Linked DNA regions of Mus musculus: all the other regions are linked to region 1. A link is a contact called in public promoter capture Hi-C data. All regions are on one chromosome and are shown on one strand. Each heading gives the region's core, a stretch centred on a gene start, on an enhancer-like site or on the middle of the called end of the contact. The rest is flanking DNA. Distances are from core to core; before and after follow the strand shown. Region 1 holds the start of Ctsk (cathepsin K). Region 2 holds the start of C920021L13Rik (RIKEN cDNA C920021L13 gene). Region 3 overlaps Rprd2 (regulation of nuclear pre-mRNA domain containing 2).

Region 1 (3,303 bases), core at 306-2,805:
TGGCAGCAGACAGGTTATCAGGAAAGTTTTAACCTTTTAAGAGCTTTAAAAATAAATTTTCTACCAGAAAAATAACACACACACACACACACACACACACACACACACTAATCCTAAGGGATTCATAAACTCAAAAGAACACCACATACACACACAGACTTTCTGCCATTTCAGAGACATGGTCTTTTTATGTAAGTCTTTGCTGGCCTTGAGCTCACTATGTTAATCAAGAGGGCCTTGAATTTAAAGATCTACCCCCTCTCCCCTGTGCCAGGACTAAAGGTGTGAGCCATGCCCAAGAATCCCTTCATTTGACTGTGAGACAGGCACACTTGGCTGTATATGGAAAACAAGGAATTGCAGGTGATTCTCACATAAAACAGACAGAAGTTCAGGAGGTGCCGGATCATCTGACTTAATCATTGTAACTCCCGTATGTTCCACCAACACTGCACACACTTTAGGCAACCGCAGTGCGTAGAAGTAACTGGGAAAGGCTCGGCAGCTCTTATGCCACCCCCACCCCACCCCCGTATCCCAGGTAAGGGTGCACATAAACAGAATAAGCACAGTGAGCGTGGTTACAGAGCCAGAGTTCTAGCTACAGTACACTTCAGGCTTTGTGCATAGTATTCTTCCTTGCCTACACCCAGATCTTGCCAGGAGAGGACAGGACCATTTTGATGGTATTTACGTTCACTGTATCTTCATTTGCCTTGTCCACTTTTTTCTTTCCACCTCCTCTCCTTTAGGCAGGAAACAGCTCTGATCATAACCAGATGTCACGGGTAAGTAGCTGTTCTTTTCTCTTTTCTTTTTTCCAAACAGCGACGTGGCTGCTTTACAGGGTGAAAGCCTCAGACACGAATGGAGGTGGAAGATGGAAGGACAGTATTCCGTAATGACCTAAGTTCACAGCTCACAGCTTTTCAGCATCTGCTCTGGCCCCATTAATTTCTTGTGTTGGCTTAATTGCAAGTTCTTAAGTTTAAAAACCATTTCCCACCAGCAGCACATCATATGACTTGTGCAACACTGACGACATTTCATCTACTCTTTGCAAAGCAACAGACTACCCAGCAGAGCACCAGTAACCGGGGTGTGACAGGCTTGCGGGTGGCTGTGAATTCTTCTTCTTCCCCAGGAGTTGGTTAACTCTTAAGTTAAACAGAACTCAGAAAGAGCCCACGCTTGAGACAGGCTTACAGAATCCTCTTCCTCTGATTATACCAACAGCCACATATTCATTCACATAGAAAATCCTAAAGATTTCCATACACATTTAGCTAGAAAATAAACTAAGGATTATGTTGTTATTCAGGGAACTTAAATTATTTGATCCCCAATTCATTATATCCTTTCTCTTCTTAAAATAAGGTTAATTGGTAGGAACAAGACGCTAAAAGATCCAGAAGTTAAAAATGTTACCTGCTGTTGAGAATCTGTTCGCTAGGCTCTTTTCGGATAGGAAGCGTGGCTACTGTGAGCGGAAGACTAAGGGTGCTAGATTTATTCGGTAAGGATTGCGGAAGTCAACTCCAGCAGTGGCTGGAAAATCTGGATAAGGGAGGGAGTCAGGGATAGGATGAAAAGGAGGAGGGGTTAGGGAGGAAGGACACACATTTGCACAATGTGTGTATACAGTATCATATGCCAGTGTGGATAGCTGCTAAGTGTTTAGTTTCATCTGACTGACTTTGGGGGGCAAAAATAAGATAGCACAATATTCAAATTGAGACTTTGGTGGGAGATTTAAGAACACAGCCCTAGTTGTCTCCATTCTTCCTCAAAATGTCTGACTGGCAATTTCCATCTTTTCAACTCATCTAGTTCTGACCCACCTCCTTACTCTGCACCATTTCCAACGTTGTGTCAGATCCTCTTCTGAGATGATGGGGGTGGAGTGAGGGAGAGGGGAGGAAAGGCTAGAAATGTAAGGCTCTAATTTAAACATTTAAAACCGTTTTGTGACTGTTTGCTATTAACTGCTTCTGGGCATGGAGTAGTTTTTCTAACCCATTATGGCTGTACATCAAGGGAGGAGCTGCCCACAAAGTCCAGGTGAGATGGTTCAAAAGTGGCCAGAAAGTCACGTGTGTGAGACAGTGCAGTAATCCCAGATATTCAGGAAGCTAAAGCAAAGCCATCACTGGCTATGGGCACACCTCTGTCCCCTCAACATACACACTGGATGGCAGGGGTGGATGGTTCTCTGTGAGGTCAATGCCACAACAGTCTACAGAGTGAGTCCAAAGTCAGCCAGAGCCATACAGTGAGACGTCTCTAAGTAAGAACTTACTTTCAAGGTCAACCTACTCTAGGCAATTTAGTGAGATCCTGTCTAAAAATAACAACGGCTGGGGCACCAGCCCAGGAATGGCACCATCCACAGTGAGCTGGGCTCTCTCCCATCAACCACTAAGAAATGCCCTACAGGGCCAGGGAGATGGCTCAGCAGTTAAAAGCACTGCCTATTCTTCCAGAGGTCCTAAGTTCAATTCCCAGCAACCACATGGTGGCTCAAAACCATCTGTAATGGGATCTGATACCCTCTTCTGGTGTGTCTGAAGACAGAGATAGTGTACTCATATACATAAACTTTACAAAAAGATTCTAGTTGCTTAAATGGAGGATAAAAGTAATTTACAAAAAGCTAAAAGAGGGTTGAGGAACATGACTCAGCGGTGGTGGGCTTTCCTAACATTATGAGGCCCAAGGATCAACACCCAACATGACAGTAAGGAAAGACAACTGACCCAATGTAGCACCTAATTATTTACAACACTTGAATCTACATTAATGGATACACGTGGGACTCTACTGCTAGACTCTCGGGTGGTAGAATGTCTGATGAGTACTGCATCTCAATCATTAAAATCCCAAACTAGGTCCAGTTACAAGAGTCTCCAAGCGCTTCCCCAAAATCCAGGCATGTGACAGATCATAAGAGTCTGACTTGGCCAACCACACCCTAAACTCCATTTACTTCCATAAACACATGTGAGGAATTAGGAAATGAGGGACTGTGAAGCACAAAGGATATTACCACAAATATAGATTCAGTTCCTAGCTGGATTCCTGGCACAGACCCCAGGATTTCTAGACCCCAGGATCTCAATGTACCACCTGAGTAGAGAGAGCCCAGATCCACATCTGAACTGTTTAAAGCTCACAATCCCTTCATCTCCTTTTAACTGGGAGAACACACTGGGGAAAGACATCAGGATGCCCCATAGTGGCTTCAAATCCAAGAACACTCCCCAGCAACTTCTGTGAGATGAGACAACCCCCACTCCCAGACAG
Region 2 (3,303 bases), core at 448-2,947, 370 kb before region 1:
CTCCCACTTCTTGGCCCTGCTGTTCCCCTGTACTGGGGCTTATAAAGTTTGCAATATCAAGGGGCCTCTCTTCCCAATGATGGCCGACTAGGCCATCTTCTGCTACATATGCAGGTAGAGACACGAGTTCTGGGGGTACTGGTTAGTTCATATTGTTGTTCCACCTATAGGGTTGCAGATCCCTTTAGCTCCTTGGGTACTTTCTCTAGCTCCTCCATTGGGGGCTCTGTGATCCATCCAATAGCTGACTGTGAGCCCATTCGATTCTTATGACCAATTTTGTGAGACCAACAGAGTAGATGTTAGCATCATTTTACAAATAAGAAGCCAGATTGAAAGTTCATGTTTAGCAAGATCTAGATTATAAGTATTTGTAGGTCACAGATCTCCATTTCTTCTACCCAAGTCTACCACTATAGCCCAAGAGAGCCGTATAATATCAACAAATAAACATGGTAGTATTCCAATATTTTTATTTAGACAAAAAGTGCAGACCCCTAGTCTGAGTAACTTGTTCAAAGTCATACGTCTGCTGATGCTTAGAATCTGAAGCTAGAACTCCTTTCTAACGGATTACGTACTGTCCATAGAATTAATTTTGCACTTATTATATGCGACTGGGCCTAAAATTGTGTCTACATACTGTCAGTTGTACAAGAGACACTGGAATAGTATCAGCAGTGCTTAGCAGAGGACAGTCATTCAATTAGGTTTGCTGACAAGCACAAAGGTGTCTAGCTTCAGTTTGGGACTTTGGATTTGGCTTACTACGAGGCAGGCTTAAATTTTGTGTGAATACCTATTAACTGATAATGACCTGGCCAGATGGCCCGGTGGTTAAGAAAATTAATTGCTCTTGCAGAGAACCCAGGTTCTGTTCCCAGTACCCACATGGCAGCTCAGAGCCTCCTATTAACTCCAGTTCCAGGGCCCCAACACCTCTCCAATCCTTCTTGAGCTCCTGCACGCACGCACGCACACGGTGCACATACATACACGCAGGCACACGTACACACACACAAAATAAAAGCAAATCCCTTAAAGAAGTAACAGATGAGGGTGCATCTGTGTGTGTTGTGGGTAGGTTTTTCTGTATATGGATACTTCTAAACCCATGTAAATAACCATATATGGAGATGTGGGGATAACATACACATAGGGTTGTCCAGACGTATGGAAGAAAAAAAAATTCTACTAGATCTTACAAGGCAACAAATGGCAAAGTTGGCATTAAAACAACAATATTTTGATTTAAAATTCTGCAGGCGTTTCCCATTTGTTTCTTTTTGATTCTACTTTATTTAATGAAATGGCTTAGGTAGCTGATGCAATGGGAAACTCACAGTATGTAATTTCTTTTCTTAACTTTTAGGCAGATTAGGGGGTGTGGAGCCATTTTTTTCACCCGGTGAGCAGATCTGTCCTTTTTAAATAGAAAATATTCTCAGGACGCTTCCCATTTCCCATCCAGAAAACGAAATCGCTCAAATCTAGTAAAAGTTTAACAGGATTAGAGCTACGGATCGGGCTGACCTTCTCGCAGACCCGACGACCGCGACTCCTCCATAGGAAGGTGAGGACGCTGTTCCTTTGACTGTCAGGCGGAAAGTCCAGCGCCTGCGCTCAGCACCGAACCTTCGCAAGGTCAGACGGTAAGCGGAGCTGCAGTCGGCTGAGCCCTGCAGCGTAGCTTCCTCCCGTCGCGGGACTCCGTAGCTTCCGCTTCCGGTCCGCAGAGACCCGGAGTCCGAATTCAGAGGCCCCAGGTAGGGAGCTCGAGGGGTGTGGGGGGGTTCACTGAGCTGCAAAGCGAGTATGGCGGGAGGGCAAGATTTCGCGTGGTGCCTAGAGGCGGACGAAGAGTTCTTTCTAACTCTCAGCGGAAACCTATTTTTTGGTTTGCTTTGCTTTGCTTTTTCGAGAGTGTTTTTATGTAGCCCTGGCTGCCCTGAAACTGGCTCTGTAGACGAGGCTGGCCTCGAACTCAAGAGTTCCGCCTGCCTCTGCCTCTCAAGTGCTGGGATAAAAGGCGTGGGCCACCACTGCCCGGCAATTATCTTTTAATTATTTCTTGGTGTGACCGGGGGGTTGGGAGGGGCGAAAGTCAGGACAGCTTGCAGGAGTCTGTCCTCTCTTTCCACCGTAAGGATCCAGGGCTCTAACTCGGGTCATCAGGCTTGGTGGCAAGCGCCTTTACCTGCTAAGCCATATCACTGCGTAGTGAAAGAAATGTTGCTAACAATTTGCTTGTACTTTTTCATTAAAAAAAAAAGTTATTTATATTTTATGTGTGTGAGTGTTTTACTTGCATGTATGTCTGTGCATCACAGAGGTCAGAAGAGGGTGTTGGATTCCCTGGGACTGTATGTGTTGTGAGCCACCCTGTGGGTACTGGGAATCGAACTTGGATCCTCTTAACTACTGAGCCATCTCTCCAGACTTACTTGTACTTACTAAGATATGGAGAATTCCTCCAGCCCAGTTCTGTGGATCTCAAGCTGGTTCTGTTGCTAAATTAAATAAAAACTACCTATGGTAAGTTGTGACTCTGTTGGGCTTTGTTCTCTTACATTGAGTCTCTGGTTTCCATGCTCGATGTCCAGTCTGTAGTCCCGGAAGAATGAAGATTTAAATACGAGGCCATGGCTAAACATCTGAAGTTCATTGCCAGGACAGTGATGGTTCAGGAGGGGAACGTGGAAGGTGCCTACCGGACCCTGAACAGGTAAAATGAGTCGAGTCTTGCCTGGACCAGCCGTGGGAAATGTGAGGTGATCCTGCACCCAGCCTACCACCTCATAAAGCCTACCACTGGTGCCAGCTCTGTGTAGGCTCTGAATACCACCACCTCCACCTCCTCCTTTTTTCCTCCTCCTCCTCCTCTTTCTTCTTCCTCCTCTTCTTCTTTTAAATTTATTTATTGTGCATACAGTGTTCTACCTGCATGTATGCCTGCATATCAGAAGAGGGCACCAGATCTCAGTACAGATGGTTGTGAGTCACCATGTGGTAGCTGGGAATTGAACTCAAGGCCTCTGGAAGAGCAGCCAGTGCTCTTAACTACTGAGTCATCTCTCCAGCCCCTCTGGACACTTCTTATCCCTTCAGTTTATTATCCTAAAAATGAAGTTCTCCAAATTCAGCTCGATGGAGCTTATCCAACAAGCAGCTATCATCCCTTGATGATAAATCTGAGTTCTATCCAAAGACCCCGAAAAACTGCTGGGCACACTGTAATCCCAGCACCTGGGAGGTAGAGACAGGAAGAATTTGAGAATAATTTAGATGATGGTGACTAGACTC
Region 3 (3,303 bases), core at 423-2,922, 290 kb before region 1:
TTTTCAATGTATATAAAAATCAACTTACTAAGGACTTAGTTTTTCAACCATTACATAAGTGACACTAAAGTTGAAAATACCTGAAATTGTTTGTTAATTACAACACCCATAATATTTATTTATTTATTTATTTATTTATTCATTCATTTATTCATTCACTTTTTTTTTTTTTTTTTTTTTTTTGAGGTAGGGTCTCTATGTACCTCTGTCTGTCCTGGAACTCACTCTGTAGACCATGCTGACCTTGAACTCACAGATCCATTTGAGTCTCTGCCTCCTAAGTGTTAGAATTAAAGGCATGTGCCAACACACTCAGCTTTTTTTTTAAAGTCTTGTTAAAATGTGAGAATATATAATGTAATAGTATTTCATTCATCAGTAAACAGTTAAATATTTTGATTCTTGGAACACCAACTTAGGAAGAATTGTCTTTGTCTTTGTAAAGATAATTCTTGTTTTTCAATTTCTTTATTAGTATTTCTGTATGGCCCCAGATTTCTTTCTGTTTAATTGCCTTTGTCCTTGGCCACTTAAAACATTCATTCATTCATTCATTCATTCATTCGTGTGTGTGTGTGTGTGTGTGTGTGTGTGTGTGTGTGTGTGTGTGACACAAGGGTTTTCTTTGTAGCCCTGGCTGTTCTGGAACTCACTCTGTATGTAGGACAGACCTGCTTCAAACTCAGAGATGCCCCACAAGTGGTGGGACTAAAGGCATGCCCCACCACTGTCAGGCCAAAGTGTTGTTGTTTTTAATGTATATGGGTATTTTGCTTGTATGTTTGTCTCTGGGCCTTATTTGTGTCTACAAAAGCCAGAAAAGAACATTGGGTCTCCTGGGACTTTTGTGAGCTGGGAACTAATTTGGGTCCTCTAAAAGAACAACTGATGCTTTTAACCAAGGAACCATCTTTCCAGCCCCCACTTATTTTTTTAAAAAAAAGATTTGTTTGTGTATCTACTGTGTGTAAGAGCCTAAATATGTGTGTTCCATACGCCTGCAGGTATCAGAGAGGCAGTAAGATGGAGGCTTTTATGTTGGTGTCTAACCACATCCACTTTGTGGGGCTTAAAGTTCTTGATGGGGTAAGACAGGGTGAAAACCAAATCAAATATAGCATATAGGGAAGTTATTCTTGAAGTTTGAAATTCAAACTCATGCTTGTAATCCAAGCATTTAGTTCAAACTTTAAAAATACTTTAAGAATATTACAAAGAGCTTGTATATACTTTTCCTCCTGTACCCCAGGATAACCTGAAACTTGGTATGTGTTACTAGAATGACTCTCAAGTCCTAATCCTCCTGCTTTTGTTCACTCCCCAGGCTGGGAATACAGGTGCCTACCCCCACACGGGCCTAGCAAGGTGTTTTATTTGTTTATTTGATGGTTGGGGCTGGGGCTGCTGCTGCTGCTGCTGCTGCTGCTGCTGCTGGTCTGTCTTTGTTTTGTTTGAAACTTGAGTTGTTCACTCTTTTGGGCTTCCACTGAGCGAGTCAGGATGCCTCTAGGTAATGGGATGGGGATGCTGCACATGTTCTTTAGAGAAGATAATTCTCATTTAATGCTACTTTGTGTATAAAATAGCATGTATGCTTATGTCCCAAGAGTGAGAGATCTGTGTCATAGAGTCCTGGGTGGTACATTGTGAAATACCTCTTAGAGCAAGTGAGAGAAGGCACTGCTGAAGGAGGAGCTGTTACAGAATGGGCTCATTCGTAGGACATTAGTCCCCTTCTTGTGTACTTTTCCTTTAGTAGAATCTAACAGCAGAATTAGAGGTACAGCAGACTGTGGCAGCACATACCTGTAAACTCAGTACTTGGAAGGTGGGGTCAGGTTGTTCTGGGGATCAGGAATTTGAGGCCACCTTGGGCTTTTCAAGACCCTGCCTCAGAAACAGAACAGAACTCCGGAGGTAGAGGCAGACAGATCCCCAGAGTTGGAAGGTAGTCTGGTCTACACAGCAAATCCCAGGCCCTACATAGTGTGAGACCCTGTGCTCAAGACACCATGACCAAGGAAATTCTTTCTTATAAAAGAAAACATTTAGTTAAGAGTTTGCTTACAGTGTCAGAAGCTTTTGTCCACTATTGTCATGGCAGAGAACATGGTGACAGGCAGGAGTGGTGGTAAAGTAGCCAAGAGTTACATCGTGATCAGCAGACAGAGAGACCCGCACACACAGAAACAGAGAAACTGGGCCTAGTATAGGATTTTGAAGAACTTTTGAGACCTCAAAGCCCACCTACTGTGACACACTTCCAAATCCTTCTAATCCTATCAAAGAGTTCCACTCCCTGGTGACTAAGTGTTCAGATCTATGAGCCTATAAGGGCCATTCTCATTCAAATCTGCACACCTTGTCTCAACACAAATTAAAACAAAAATCAGACAAGAAGGTTCTAGAGAGGTGGTACACATTGTTGATGTATTTGCATCCATGATGTATACACACATTGTATGTATACATGCATGCCAAGCACACATAAGGAAAAATAATAAATGTAATTTTAAAAAACAAAAGAAAGGTACAGGAAAAGCATTCATTTAGACTCATCCAGACTTAGGGTTTTGTACTAGAAAGCTAAATTAGGTAGAAAAGGAAAAGAAAATGAGGGTTTTGGTAAGAGTAATTTAAATAATGTATCAAATGCAGTGGAATTCTTAGAAATAAATGAATTCTGAAGGAGATGGAGGAGGTAGAGAGCATGGACTGCTGTCTGAGGTTGTAGAATGGTAGAATGGGAATGGGTGAGTGTGGTCAGAGACAGGGCTGTGTGAGCAGATCCTAGAAGGCAATGAGTGTGAGGTGAGGAGCCTGAGTGACTGTAGAACTTGGGTCGTCCAGGTGAATGTTAGAATTGCCCAGCATTTTAACAGTGAACCTTAGGTGGGTTGAGTCTTTGAAAAGCTTAGCCTTCGTGTAAACCTGGAATCAAATTATGCCCAGAACATTCAGATATTTCAAATAGCTTCAGCCAGCAAATGGAGGCACTTAAATGTTTTGTGAGAAGTGTCTGGATTGGTTGATCTAAGGATCTGTATATGGAATACTATTAAACATGATTTGCAGTTATTTTCTGGTTTGAGGTCAGTGTTGTACAAGATTAGTTTTCTTCTAATCTTGCTATTTGTACAAGTTCGTTCAACTCTTTCTCCTTTTCTTTTTTCTTCCCTTCCCTTCCCTTCCTCTTTCTTTCTCTCTCTCTCTCTCTCTTTCTTTCTTTCTTTCTTTGTCTCCACAAATATTTGGGGAAACTATTTTATTTTGGTTTAATTAATTAATTAATTAATTGTACAA

What was found. Promoter capture Hi-C pulls out the DNA fragments that hold promoters and counts their contacts.
Region 2: a promoter capture Hi-C map of the SN4741 cell line shows a contact between it and region 1, with 3 times the contacts expected there. The contact joins the promoter of C920021L13Rik here to the promoter of Ctsk in region 1. A contact is called at or near these places in 8 of 39 promoter capture datasets (the 3T3-L1 cell line, HPC-7-derived erythroid cells, the SN4741 cell line and 4 more), 2 of 15 datasets of contacts at CTCF or cohesin (the NIH/3T3 cell line and large pre-B cells), 2 of 484 Hi-C or Micro-C datasets (the Ba/F3 cell line and the MNK3 cell line), 6 of 115 datasets of contacts at active chromatin or transcription factors (cardiomyocytes, embryonic limb bud, embryonic stem cells and 2 more) and 4 of 9 other capture datasets (adipose tissue, embryonic stem cells, liver and 1 more).
Region 3: a promoter capture Hi-C map of liver shows a contact between it and region 1. The contact joins the enhancer-like site here to the promoter of Ctsk in region 1. A contact is called at or near these places in 16 of 39 promoter capture datasets (the 3T3-L1 cell line, the C10 cell line, the HPC-7 cell line and 11 more), 1 of 15 datasets of contacts at CTCF or cohesin (the NIH/3T3 cell line), 5 of 484 Hi-C or Micro-C datasets (the G1E-ER4 cell line, the HPC-7 cell line, bone marrow-derived macrophages and 2 more), 2 of 115 datasets of contacts at active chromatin or transcription factors (bone marrow-derived dendritic cells and embryonic stem cells) and 3 of 9 other capture datasets (adipose tissue, liver and pancreatic islet).

The regions. Positions count from the first base shown.
Region 1 is chr3:95,497,462-95,500,764 of GRCm38.p6, reverse strand. Ctsk (cathepsin K) reads right to left here and starts at 1,555. Exons shown (of 8, transcript NM_007802.4): 1 at 1,429-1,555.
Region 2 is chr3:95,869,916-95,873,218 of GRCm38.p6, reverse strand. It overlaps C920021L13Rik (RIKEN cDNA C920021L13 gene), which reads right to left and starts at 1,697. Exons shown (of 4, transcript NR_040446.1): 1 at 1,534-1,697. Mrps21 (mitochondrial ribosomal protein S21) reads left to right here and starts at 1,705. Exons shown (of 3, transcript NM_001355759.1): 1 at 1,705-1,766; 2 at 2,604-2,725. The coding sequence starts at 2,643.
Region 3 is chr3:95,792,235-95,795,537 of GRCm38.p6, reverse strand. All of the region lies in intron 1 of Rprd2 (regulation of nuclear pre-mRNA domain containing 2), which reads left to right. Among named protein-coding and RNA genes, the nearest start is that of Gm26361, 3.0 kb to the left of the region's middle. Within about 2 kb of position 1,672, at least 5 of the 459 cell types and tissues checked have an H3K27ac peak or open chromatin away from gene starts, as enhancers often do.